Linked DNA regions of Canis lupus: region 2 is linked to region 1. Evidence: chromatin contacts called from public Hi-C data. All regions are on one chromosome and are shown on one strand. The core of a region is the stretch at or near the end of the contact, and the rest is flanking DNA. Distances in the headings are between cores, read along the strand shown.

What was found. A called contact is a pair of places that touch in the nucleus more often than the background predicts.
Region 2: a Hi-C map of blood shows a contact between it and region 1, with 4 times the contacts expected there. The contact joins the enhancer-like site here to the promoter of TEKT5 in region 1. A contact is called at or near these places in 5 of 9 Hi-C or Micro-C datasets (amygdala, blood, liver and 1 more).

The regions. Positions count from the first base shown.
Region 1 is chr6:32,227,002-32,232,693 of UU_Cfam_GSD_1.0, reverse strand. TEKT5 (tektin-5) reads right to left here and starts at 1,566. Exons shown (of 8, transcript XM_038540392.1): 1 at 900-1,566. The coding sequence starts at 1,475.
Region 2 is chr6:32,360,853-32,366,047 of UU_Cfam_GSD_1.0, reverse strand. No RefSeq gene overlaps it. Among named protein-coding and RNA genes, the nearest start is that of EMP2, 42 kb to the right of the region's middle. Within about 2 kb of position 2,732, at least 7 of the 20 cell types and tissues checked have an H3K27ac peak or open chromatin away from gene starts, as enhancers often do. A contact at or near this core is called in blood and liver, where this site is marked.

The DNA.
Region 1 (5,692 bases), core at 317-2,816:
TTCGCAAGCAATAGGACAAAAGCCACATGCTGACGATGGCAGAGCAGAAAGACGGGCACCTGGGTCGCCTCCGGCATCAAGTGGAGGCGGCAACAGGCTGCTCTGTTTCCTCCTGGAATTCTCATTAGGACAGAAAAATCAGTTCCTACTTGGCTGAGCCTTGGCTGAGCGGCCATCAGGTACCCGTTACATGCCGCCAAAAGAAGCCTAACTGATCCGGGATGTGATTGGAGATCAGAAGTGTCGGGAACACTCCCATCCAGGTATTTATTCATTTACTCAACACACACAGAGTGCCTACTATGTGCCACGCACTGTGCTAGGCTGGGAATATATTCAGAACACCGGCCCAGATGACTGCCGTCCGCATAGACACTGCTCACGGAGGACCAGCACAGACGTGCTGCCCAGCACAGCTGAGGATCCGTCTGGAACACGCCGGTGACAGGGCAGACAAGAATCCCTGCCCTCGTGGCACTTAGATTCTAGCTCGGGGAGCAAAAAATAAATAAATATATGGCGCAAGTGATAGAGTATGTTAGAAGGTGTTCACAGGTATGGGGCAAAATACAGCAATTATTTTAAGTATATCCTTTAAAGACCACCCTGTGCGCATGAGTGCACGCACACACACGTACGCGTGCGCACACACACGGGATGACTGGATAAAACCTCTGCAGTTCCGATGTAATCCCAAGGGGAAAAGGAAATCCGATTCAGCCTGAGGAACCCTGATTTGACTGGGATGATCCTGGACTGTAGAAAGGGATCGCAGAAGATAATGCAGCTCAAACTGACCTGCAAAGTGCCTGTGGCCTTCACCCAAGAGGAGCTGATCGCACAGGGCTGCATCCCAGAGGCTGCCTTGCCCCCCCCCCGCCCCCCACCCCCGCACTCACCTGCAGTGGACAGTTGAGCTCCTCGGCCGCACACTCCAGCCGCCTCTTGACTGTCTCCAAGCTGTAGCTCTCGTTCAGAAGCCTCTCCAGCTCGTAGCACAGCTCAGACTTCCAGAAGCCAATGTCCGACAGCCTCTGGCCCAGGTTCCGGCTGGTGCCCTCCTGCATCTGGCGCGTCAGCTGGTCCTTGTCCTGCATGAGCCGCATGGAGTCGCCCGTCAGCCGGCTGGCCCATAGCCGAGAGGCCTCGGCCCCGCGCATCTGCAGCTCATTGGACTGGTCCCAGTCGTGGGGGTTGTAGCGGCAGAAGAGCGCAGAGCGCAGCGCGGGCAGGATGGTGGGTGGCCGCAGGGTGCTGCGGCACGTGGCTCCCTCATCCACGCAGGTCTGGGCATTGGAGATCTTGTAGAGGAGGCTGGGTCTCCAGGAGTTGAGGCAGCGGTACCCAGGCAGGTAATAGGGCTGGTAACATTCCTGGATCTCTGGGGCTGGCACAGCCGGGGGCAGCGTACTGAAGCCACAGCCTTTCTTGGGGCCACAGTAATTGGCGGTTTGAGTGGTTCCAAGAAACTCCATCCTGCCCCATCAGCCACACTAGGGCAAAACTCTGAGGGGACAAGGCACCGAGGAAGGGGAAGGATCTTCTCTTAGAGATGGGCAGGACCTCTATGACTCAGCACTGTTGTCATAAAGCCCCAGGGGAGCGGGGCTCTCATGGGGCTTTTGCTCATTTCAGGCCCACTAGGCCATATTGTCCCAGTCAAAACACATGCAAGAAACAAAGTGAATAGGGGCTTCTCAAGCCACGGAATTGGAGGTGCAAGAAATGGCATTTATCTATTCTGCGGTAATAATCAAATCTGCCTTTCACACCTTTCACACCTAACGCTGCCTATGGGAGAAAATAGAATGTCAGCTCAGAGGCCATCTGGTGGTTAGTTGTCTTCCTTCCCCCTTTGTCCTCAAGATGGCAGCAGAGTGGAGCATCTGTAGTGTGGAGCACTACTCAGCAGTAAAAAAGGAATCACAAATGTATTAAGCCAAGTGGAAGCGGCTAGACTCAAAAGGCCACACAACCTGTATGGCTCCATCTAATAGATGGCATTCTGGAGACGTGGATTCATATGGACAGAGGACAGATCAGGGGCAACTGGGGGCTGGGGGTAGTGGGGCAGGAAGACTGACCACAAGGGAGCAAAGAAGCATGGGAAAACGTGGGGGCAATGACAGTACTATCCCATGTCTTGTCTGTGTTGGGAGTTACACAGCTGTTTGTGTTTGTCAAAACCCACAGAGCTATTCACTGAAAAGGGTGAATTTTACTGTACATAAGTCATACTTCAATAACTTTAACTCAAGAAGGGCAGCAAGGGGAGAGATTGTGAGGCAGAGACCTCATAGCTCACCCACCAAGCCCCAGCACCCAGCACGCCGATGAATAAATGAATGAATCAATGAATGGGCATCTAGAATCAAGAGTTTTATTGTGCCAGAAAGCATATTCAATCCTCTACTCTATACCAATGTTTTTATCCATCAAGAAACTTACTCCCTTCTTGGGCTGGTGGGAGTGGCAACGAGATCCCAAGGCAGAGAACCAGAGGGGTGCTTGACCGGTGGGGCCTTCCCCCCTTCCGATATGGGAAAAAGCAGAACCTAACCTGCAAATAAGTGGTCCTTGTTAGGGAGGTGTGATGGTCAAGGGGAACTTTCGCCCTAATTACAATTGAAACCAGGGGTTACAGAGGACCAAGGCAGAGAGAGATGACCAAGCCCCTTCTGCATATCTGATGCTTTACATATACTCATTGAATTTCCACAGTGAACCTAGAACAAAAGGGTGGGCTCTGCACTCATCTTGCAGGGTGGGCTCTGCACCCCCTCCACACCCACAACACTTTACTTTGTAAGATCCTTTAAGATGAGACACCACACACAGGAAGTGCTTGCACATCCAGAGCTGTCAAGAAAGGGACCAAAAAGACTCGGCGTATGTTTTAAGCACTAAAGGTTCATGTCTAAAAATAACAATGTGACTAATACTTAAGGGTATAAAGTAAAATTTGGGTTTCTCCCTCCCACTACCTCTAGTTATTTTCAGTCTTCCTAGATATAACTACTATTAATCAGAATTTGTATATTTTTCCAGAGATCACCCATGCATATACAAGCACATGCAAGCAGAATCTGGCTGAGTTGGGCTGGGACAGGGCTTGAGATGCTGTCTTCTTTCAAGTCCCCAGCTGAGGCTGGTCCAGGGACCACACTTGGAATAATAGTGAGACTCTGAAATCAGTTCTACGAGGGAAAGGACCTTGTTTGGGATTGTCCTTGTCATCGCATCCACGGCACTCAGTAGAACACCTGGAACATAGTCAGTGCCCAATTTGGGTTTGTGGAATGAATGAAAAAAAAATGGATGGATGAGTGGATGGGTGGATGGATGAAGCAACAGAACTTCAGAAGCCGTTAAATGAGAGTAGAAAGAAGAGTAGGCTATAGCTCAAATGAAAAAGGAATGGTAAGCCTGACAGCACAGTTCAAGAGGCTCAAGGAATCAAGTTCTAAACATTTAGCAATGAAAATACTGAAAGTAAGGCCTTTGGAGTAGAGGCCTTACTTTTACTTTTTACTTTTTACCTCGCCGCAGTGGGGCAGTGGCATTTCCAAGTTTCAGCCATGTTGTAGCAGATCTCAGGACTTTATTTCTTTTTGTAGCTGAATAATATGATGGATCGCTCATGTTTATCCATTCAGCCGTAGATGGACCTTTGGACATTATGAAAAATGCTGCTATGAATATTCCTATACAAGTTTTCAATCCTCTTGAATATATATCAAGGAGTATCAAGGAGAGGGAACTGCTGGGTCCTGTGATAATTCTGTTTAAGATATTGTTGAGTTCTAATAAAGTTTCAAATTAGCATGTTTTTCTTGCTTATTCTCTATTAAACAGTATACGTAGAAGTTAAATCAGGGAACCCCTAGAGGGCACCTGGGTGGCTCAGAGGCTGAGCGTCTGCCTTCAGCTCAGGTCGCGATCCCAGGGTCCCGGGATCGAGTCCCGAATCAGGCTTCCCGCTGGGAACCTGCTTCTTCCTCTGCCTGTGTCTCTGCCTCTCTCTGTGTCTCTCATGAATAAATAAATAAAATCTTAAAAACAACCAAAACAAAGAACCCCTAGCTATGCAGTCAGCCCCGACACATGCAGGCTCCCGACACTCTGATTTGAGAGTCAGTTCCTAATGGCTGGGAATCGGTGGCGCTCTCTCTGGATACAATTTTCATCTCCAACCCCTTGTGCAGACAGTAGGCTTGATACACACAAGGGGAACCAAGATGGAAAGAAACCAGAACTTGGTTACTTCCATCTGTCATTCTGTGTGACCACTCATGCCCAGAATGTACAACAGTGAAGCAGAGAGTGACCTTCAAGGTATAATATTTTTATTTGGAAAGTGGACATTTTTAGTTCGTACATGAAATCTTTTCTGAATGCAGTGCTTTAAAACTGCAATGCTATCTCTGTATTTGTCAGCTATATCAAAACCAACCAGGAACAAAACTATTTCCCAAAATACTGTTGTATACAGGGCAGGGGTGTTAATACAATTATCTACTTGGGCTGTTAAATACGGTAGGTAGTCACTGATTAGAGACCTCTCATCCACCATGTTTTATTTATTTATTTTTCAGTCTCCCATTTTTTTAAAAGATTTTATTTATTTATTCATGAGAGACACACACACACACAGAGACAGAGACACAGGCAGAGGGAGAAGCAGGCTCCATGCAGGGAACCCGATGTGAGACTTGATCCCCGGACTCCAGGATCATGCCCTGGGCTGAAGGCAGATGCTCAACTGCTGAGCCACCCAGGGATTCCTCCCTCAGTCTCTTTTAAGACATGTGGATGGAAAACGCATTCTCTTTCTGGAATCTCTGTAGGAGGTGGATGGGGAGAGGCTGGGGAGCTGGGAACATGGACATTTGAGTGACCCCCCTCCCTCAGTGGGGCTCCCCATCGTCAGCCAGCTCTGCCTCCCAAAAGGCAGACACCCACACCCAGCACTGACTACCACAATCTCTGCCTGGATCCCGCTGTTATGAGATCACTGCTGACTTCCACGGGCTGTGAAGGGGACAGCTTCATGTCTGTGAATTTAATGGGAAACCCAATAGTCTGGGGAAGAAAAGAATCTAGGTGATGGCTGGAGCAGCGCTGTCCCATGGAACTTTCTGCTGCGATCAAATCAAATCAAGCATTCCTTGGGTGCCCCCTGTGGGTAGGCAGGGATCTTGACCTGCACCTGCTTGGCAGCCAAAATTGGGGACTGGAGGTGGTTCCAAGCAGTGCTTAGAAAAATGACAAAATAGGGACACACGTGGAGGAAACAGAAAATCCAGAAAGAAGCTGCTTTCAATTCAGCATCTCTGTCAGATTGCATCATTCAAGAACAAAACCTGCATTTTACCATAAAGTGTTCCCCACTCCCCTTTGAATTTAAGAGGGTATCTTTTGGGATACCCTTGGCTGGTGTCTAATAATCCAGCAATCTTTCTGGAAATTTCCCTACCGATACATGCCTTTGTGAGTGTTAAATGCATGTTCATATATCCATGTATTATTCACAGCTGTGTTGATTGTAGCAGCGAAAAAAGGCAGAATTAACTGAGGTCCCCCGGTAGGGGATGGCTAAATAAAAGCCATCTTTTTATGCTGTAGCATAAAAAGAAGATGGACTTGTAGTTGCTGATAAGAATGGATTTCTAAGATATAAGTAAAGAAAAGC
Region 2 (5,195 bases), core at 1,483-3,982, 130 kb before region 1:
ATCTTTAAAAAAAAAAACACTGAGTGTTTAAGAACACTGAGTGGATTAAGAAAAGATGGTGTGTACATACGATGGAGTATTAGGCGTAAAGAAGAAGTAATCCGGTGACAAGCAACATTGTGGACGGACCCGGAGGACGTTATGCTAAGTGAAGTTAGCCAGTCACAGAGGGTCAAATACTCTAGGGTCCTGACTTACTCGATCGCACCTGAGTTACAAGGCGGCCCCATCACAGGTTCTCCGCCTCGGGCTACCCGCTACCCGTTAGCATCACCTGGAGAACCTTAACAACCGCCCCACCCAGGCTGCTCCCCAGCCCAGTAAATGAGCACCTCTGTGGGATCTGGGTTCCAGGAGCACCCCCAGGGGCTCCAGCACGTGCCAAGGTTAAGAACCCGGGATGCGGGGTCAGCACATCTAACCCCAAGCCTTGAATCTGCCACTTACTTGGTAGGTGCCCTTGACAATAAGAAGAGATTAACGGCCCTCATTGAGCACTGACTGTATGCCCCCGGCAAGTATGCCACAGCCAGTCCCATTTTCCAGGACGCAGAGGCCCAGAGAAATCCAGCCGTTGGCTGTGCGGCACACAGCACGGGAACCACTGGGACCAGATTTGCATGGAGGCGGCCAGCTCAGCAGGGTCCTTAGCCCGGTGAGGCCAGGCTCCTGGGTCCTACTGAGGTAATTCCCCTTGATCTGGGTGCCACACCTCATTCTGAAAAGGTCTGGGGGGCTTCGCAGGATCCTTTTTTCTGGACAAAAGTCCCAGGATGCCATAGGATGACAAAGATGAAGGGTGGGCTTCAGAAAAAAGCAAACGTAGTGGGGCGCCCAGATGGCTCCATCGGGTGAGCATCTGCCTTCAGCTCAGGTCATGATCCCGGGGTCCTGGGATCGAGCCCCACGTTGGGCTCCCTGCTCAGAACAGAGCTTGCTTCTCCCTCTGCTCCTCATCCTGCTCTTGGTCTCTCTCTCTCTCTCAAATAAATAAAATCTTTTTTAAAAAAATAAAATAAAACTTAAAAAAAAAAAAGCTAAGAGCATAGAGGCATAGTGGCCCCTGTTAACACTCCTGTCCCCCGTCACCACTCGGGGTCAGACAAGGAAGGCGGCCGGCCTTCTGGCCGGGCTCTGGCTCCCGCAGCTCACTCAGCCACCATTCCCTTCTGGCCGAGGCAGCAGCACATCCTGGCAACTTAACTTCTCCTTCTGGGGGAAAAGAAAAAAAAATCTGTTATTGAAGGTGACCCTGTGCCAAGGGCAGGTCACCCCTCTCTTTCCTCGCCTGTGTCCAAGCTCCTGGTGAAATGACGCTATTATCCCTCTGCAAACACGGAGGAGCAATTTCCTCCTGGCTCCTCCCGCCTCTGTTTGTTCCACTGGATGACAAATATTGAGCAAATTTGCAGTTTGAGCTTGGGGACCAGGAACATCCCATGCTGTCCTCCCATGTGTTCAGACAAGCCCAGGGCCACAGTGGGGCAAGGCCGTCATTGGCTCTGCCCTATTCTCCCGCGACGGTGTGAGCTGCATGGGGCTAGCCACCGTCAGAGCAGTTTCTAGCAGTGTCCTCGCCCTGGCAGCGTCCCCAGGATTGCCAGGCACCCTATTTCCTGGTATTTAAAACCCTACAGCAGGGGCTCCCAACTGGCGGCAGTTTGGCTTCCGCTCCCCAGGGGACTTTTCTTGCTGCCACAATTTGTGGGTGGTTGGGGGGGGTGTCTACTGGCATCTGATCGGGGGAAGCCAGGGCTGCCGCTGAGTGCCAGGTACACAGAAGGCAGTCCCCACAACAGAGCATGATCTGGTCCCCAAAGTCCATTGCGCCAACGCTGAGAAGCTTCAGTATGGACTCGGGAGCTCTTACAAGGATGAATTTTGAAAGGACACATTGACAGGTGCTTTTCATAATGTAAGTATTTACTTATTTATTTATTTTTAAGATTTTATTTATTTATTCATGAGAGACACAGAAGGAGAGAGAGGCAGAGACACAGGCAGAGGGAGAAGCAGGCCCCATGCAGGGAGCCCGACGTGGGACTTGATCCCAGGTCTCCAGTATCACACCCCAGCTGAAGGCGGCGCTAAACCGCTGAGCCACCAGGGCTCCCCCATAATGTAAGTATTTAAAACGGCTTCAAAGTAGTTTTGTGCTGAAGATACTCTCGTCTCATGGAAGGATGGTAACTTCTGGGGGTGCCTGGATGGCTCAGTGGTGGAGCATCTGCCTTTGCCCTAGGGCATGATCCCGGGGTCCCGGGATCGAGTCCTGCATCAGGCTCCCTGCATGGAGCCTGCTTCTCCCTCTGCCTGTGTCTCTCCCTCTCTCTCTATGTGTGTATCTCTCATGAATAAATAAATAAAATCTTTGGGGGAAAAAAAAAGGCAATAGTAGTGAGGCAGAGACCAGCAGCTACGATGGTCTTTCCTTCCCTTAAAAAAAAAAAAAAAGGTAACTTCTGTACTGACTCTCGGCTGTAAACTGCAAATCTGTCTCGAGGCTGTAATACTCTACCAACTGTCAACAAGAGTACAGAGGTCGCACGGCTAAACATTAACTAATTAAGCTAATGAAAATCGGTACAAAGCAATGCTCCGGTCGGATGGATCGAACTGCATGGTAATAGGGATCAACTCGCGTCAGCTTTGTCAGCTGTGTTGGGCTTGGCTAAACTGTATGTGAAAGAACCTTAGCTTCGCTATGGGGAGGAGGAGCTTCGTTGCTATGTTGTGTGGCCACACTGCACCCCTAGGGGGTGATAGTGTCACCCGCTCGTCCACTTTCTGGCCACTTAGCCTCCCGGAGTCCACGGAGCAAGTGCCTGGGGTGCTGGATAATTTTTGGATACATATTTTTTGGAGGGGTGGAGTACATAATGATATGCGTGTCCTGGTGTTTACCTCCAAATGTAAAATTAAAACTCCTCTGACTTATGTACATCGGTCTGACCCCTTAAAAGGATGGTTTGCCAACAGTGACCATCTGAAGAACCTGAAAGTCCTAAAATTCAGATCCTGGGTCAGTCCCTTTGAGATGTAACAGGTCTGGAATCTGCATTTTCGTGAGGATTCCCTAAATGGTGTGTGTTCTAGATGGTTCCATTGCACACACACACACACACACACCTTTCTCTATTTTATGGCCCTGAAGTCTGCACTAACGGATTGCATTAACGGCCTCAATACGTGGCTCCCTCCCGCCCTCACCTTCTCACCCCCATCCCCCGAGGTGACTGTGTGGTCCTGTCACTGAAGGAGGGTGTCGGTTTCCCCTCCCTTGCACCTAGGAGAGATCTGTAGCCGGCTTGGCCAAGAAAAGGCAGCGGAAGTGGTATCCCAGTCCCAAGCCTAAGAGAACGTATATGTTTCTGCTTGCTCTCCTGCATCTCCCCCATCACTGTGAGTCTATGCCTGGGTCAGTCTGATCCAGGACGAGGGATCTCTAGGACAAGTTGAGTGCCCCAGCCATCTGCGGGAGGAGCCGCAGGCCTGTGTGAATCCCCTTCAGCCAGCGAGGACTTTGGCTTATGCTTTTTTTATACTGCTGTTATGAGGCAAATACCCCAAGGCCAGTCCTCATCAGCCAACCCCCAGACTTGAGGGCACGTCCAGCCAGAGCCAGCAGAGCTGCCCAGCCAACCCCCAGCTGAGCCTGGACCTGTGAACAATGAACACTCGCTGGTGTGTGCCAGCGTGCATTGTGGCTGCTTGTTATGCAGCTGTAGCTAGCACATCCACTCCCATCTTGCAGGTGTCCACCATCCGTCAAAGGAGGTGGCTCTGGGAAGAAGAGAGACCAATGGAAATGGCTTAGTCTCCTTGCTGTACTTCCCTGCTCCTCTTGTCACTCGCCCACCAATCAATTGAGGCCTCTCTACCTGACGGGACGAGAATCAAATGTAATGATACAATTCATGTGAAGGTGTTGTGCAAACCAGAGTTCTTTCTGGGTGTCTCTGCGGGTACTTAGCATCCTCCGCATGGTGCCACATTGTCTTGCATGTGCCCTGAATGCCCACAACCCTGTGAAACAGCTGGTCCTATGGCCCCATCCCATCTGCCCTCAGCTCTTCTAACACAGGTCTTGGCATCAACGTCATGTTAGCAACAAGTCCTCACCTGCCCTGAGTTGCTATCTTCCTGTCACACCATTTCCATGTCCACAGATTGCACTCCAATTTGTAGTTTTGTTCACCTTGCTTGTCGTCTGCTCCCCGCTGCAATGAAAGCTCCATGAGCGCATGGGATGTCTGGTACATCCCTGAGTCTCCATGCCTGCCCCAGTGTGTGGTGCCCAGTAGGTGCTCAACACGAATCAGCAGAACGGGAGACCAGAGGGACCAAGCATTACCCCATTTTGCAGATTAGGCCATGAGGTCTGCAGAGTCTAATAGCTGGGCAAGGCCTCTCCGTGACTAACTGCTGAGTTGGACTGGAACCTGGGCCTGTCTACTTCTGGGGTCCATGAAGTGACTTCCAGGTTCTTCAGATGGTCACCGTTGGCAAACCATCCTTTAAAGGGGTCAGACGGATGTACATAAGTCAGAGGAGTTTTAATTTTACATTTGGAGGTAAACACCAGGACACGCATATCAATATGTACTTCATGTTCCTTCACGTGGCCCAGCCTGGCCTCCCAGGCAGGGTTTGGTTGGTTGCAGAAGTCCTAGGCCATGGCCTTGGGTGGGAGCAAGAAATGCAGTGATCAGAAAAGCCAAATCCTAGCTCCTGCTCCCCGGGGGCAATGAGTCAGAAACCTCAGCTCCTTAAAAAGCCAGACACGCTCTGTAATTAGTGCACTCCAGACCCCTGGCAGAGCAGCCGCTCCTGCCGGCCGTGCGGAATCACACAAGGCCCTCCTGGGTCACTGCCGCTCCAGAAGCTCGAGTGGGGCTTGTGGGCAAGGGGGGTGAGAGTACGGGGCACACGGGCTTCCGTGGAGGCTGGCAGCATCTGATTACACACCCAGGTGTGGCTAAACCCAAATGCCTATGTCTCATCTCCCATTGGATTGGGATGTATTACTAGGCCAGCTTGAAAGAGGTTCAGAAAGAGCAGGCTCAGGCAGTGCGGTAGGGAGGAGCCGCAGGCCTGTGTGAATCCCCTTCAGCCAGCGAGGACTTTGGCTTATGCTTTTTTTATACTGCTGTTATGAGGCAAATACCCCAAGTGGTACCCAACGAATCTAGGTA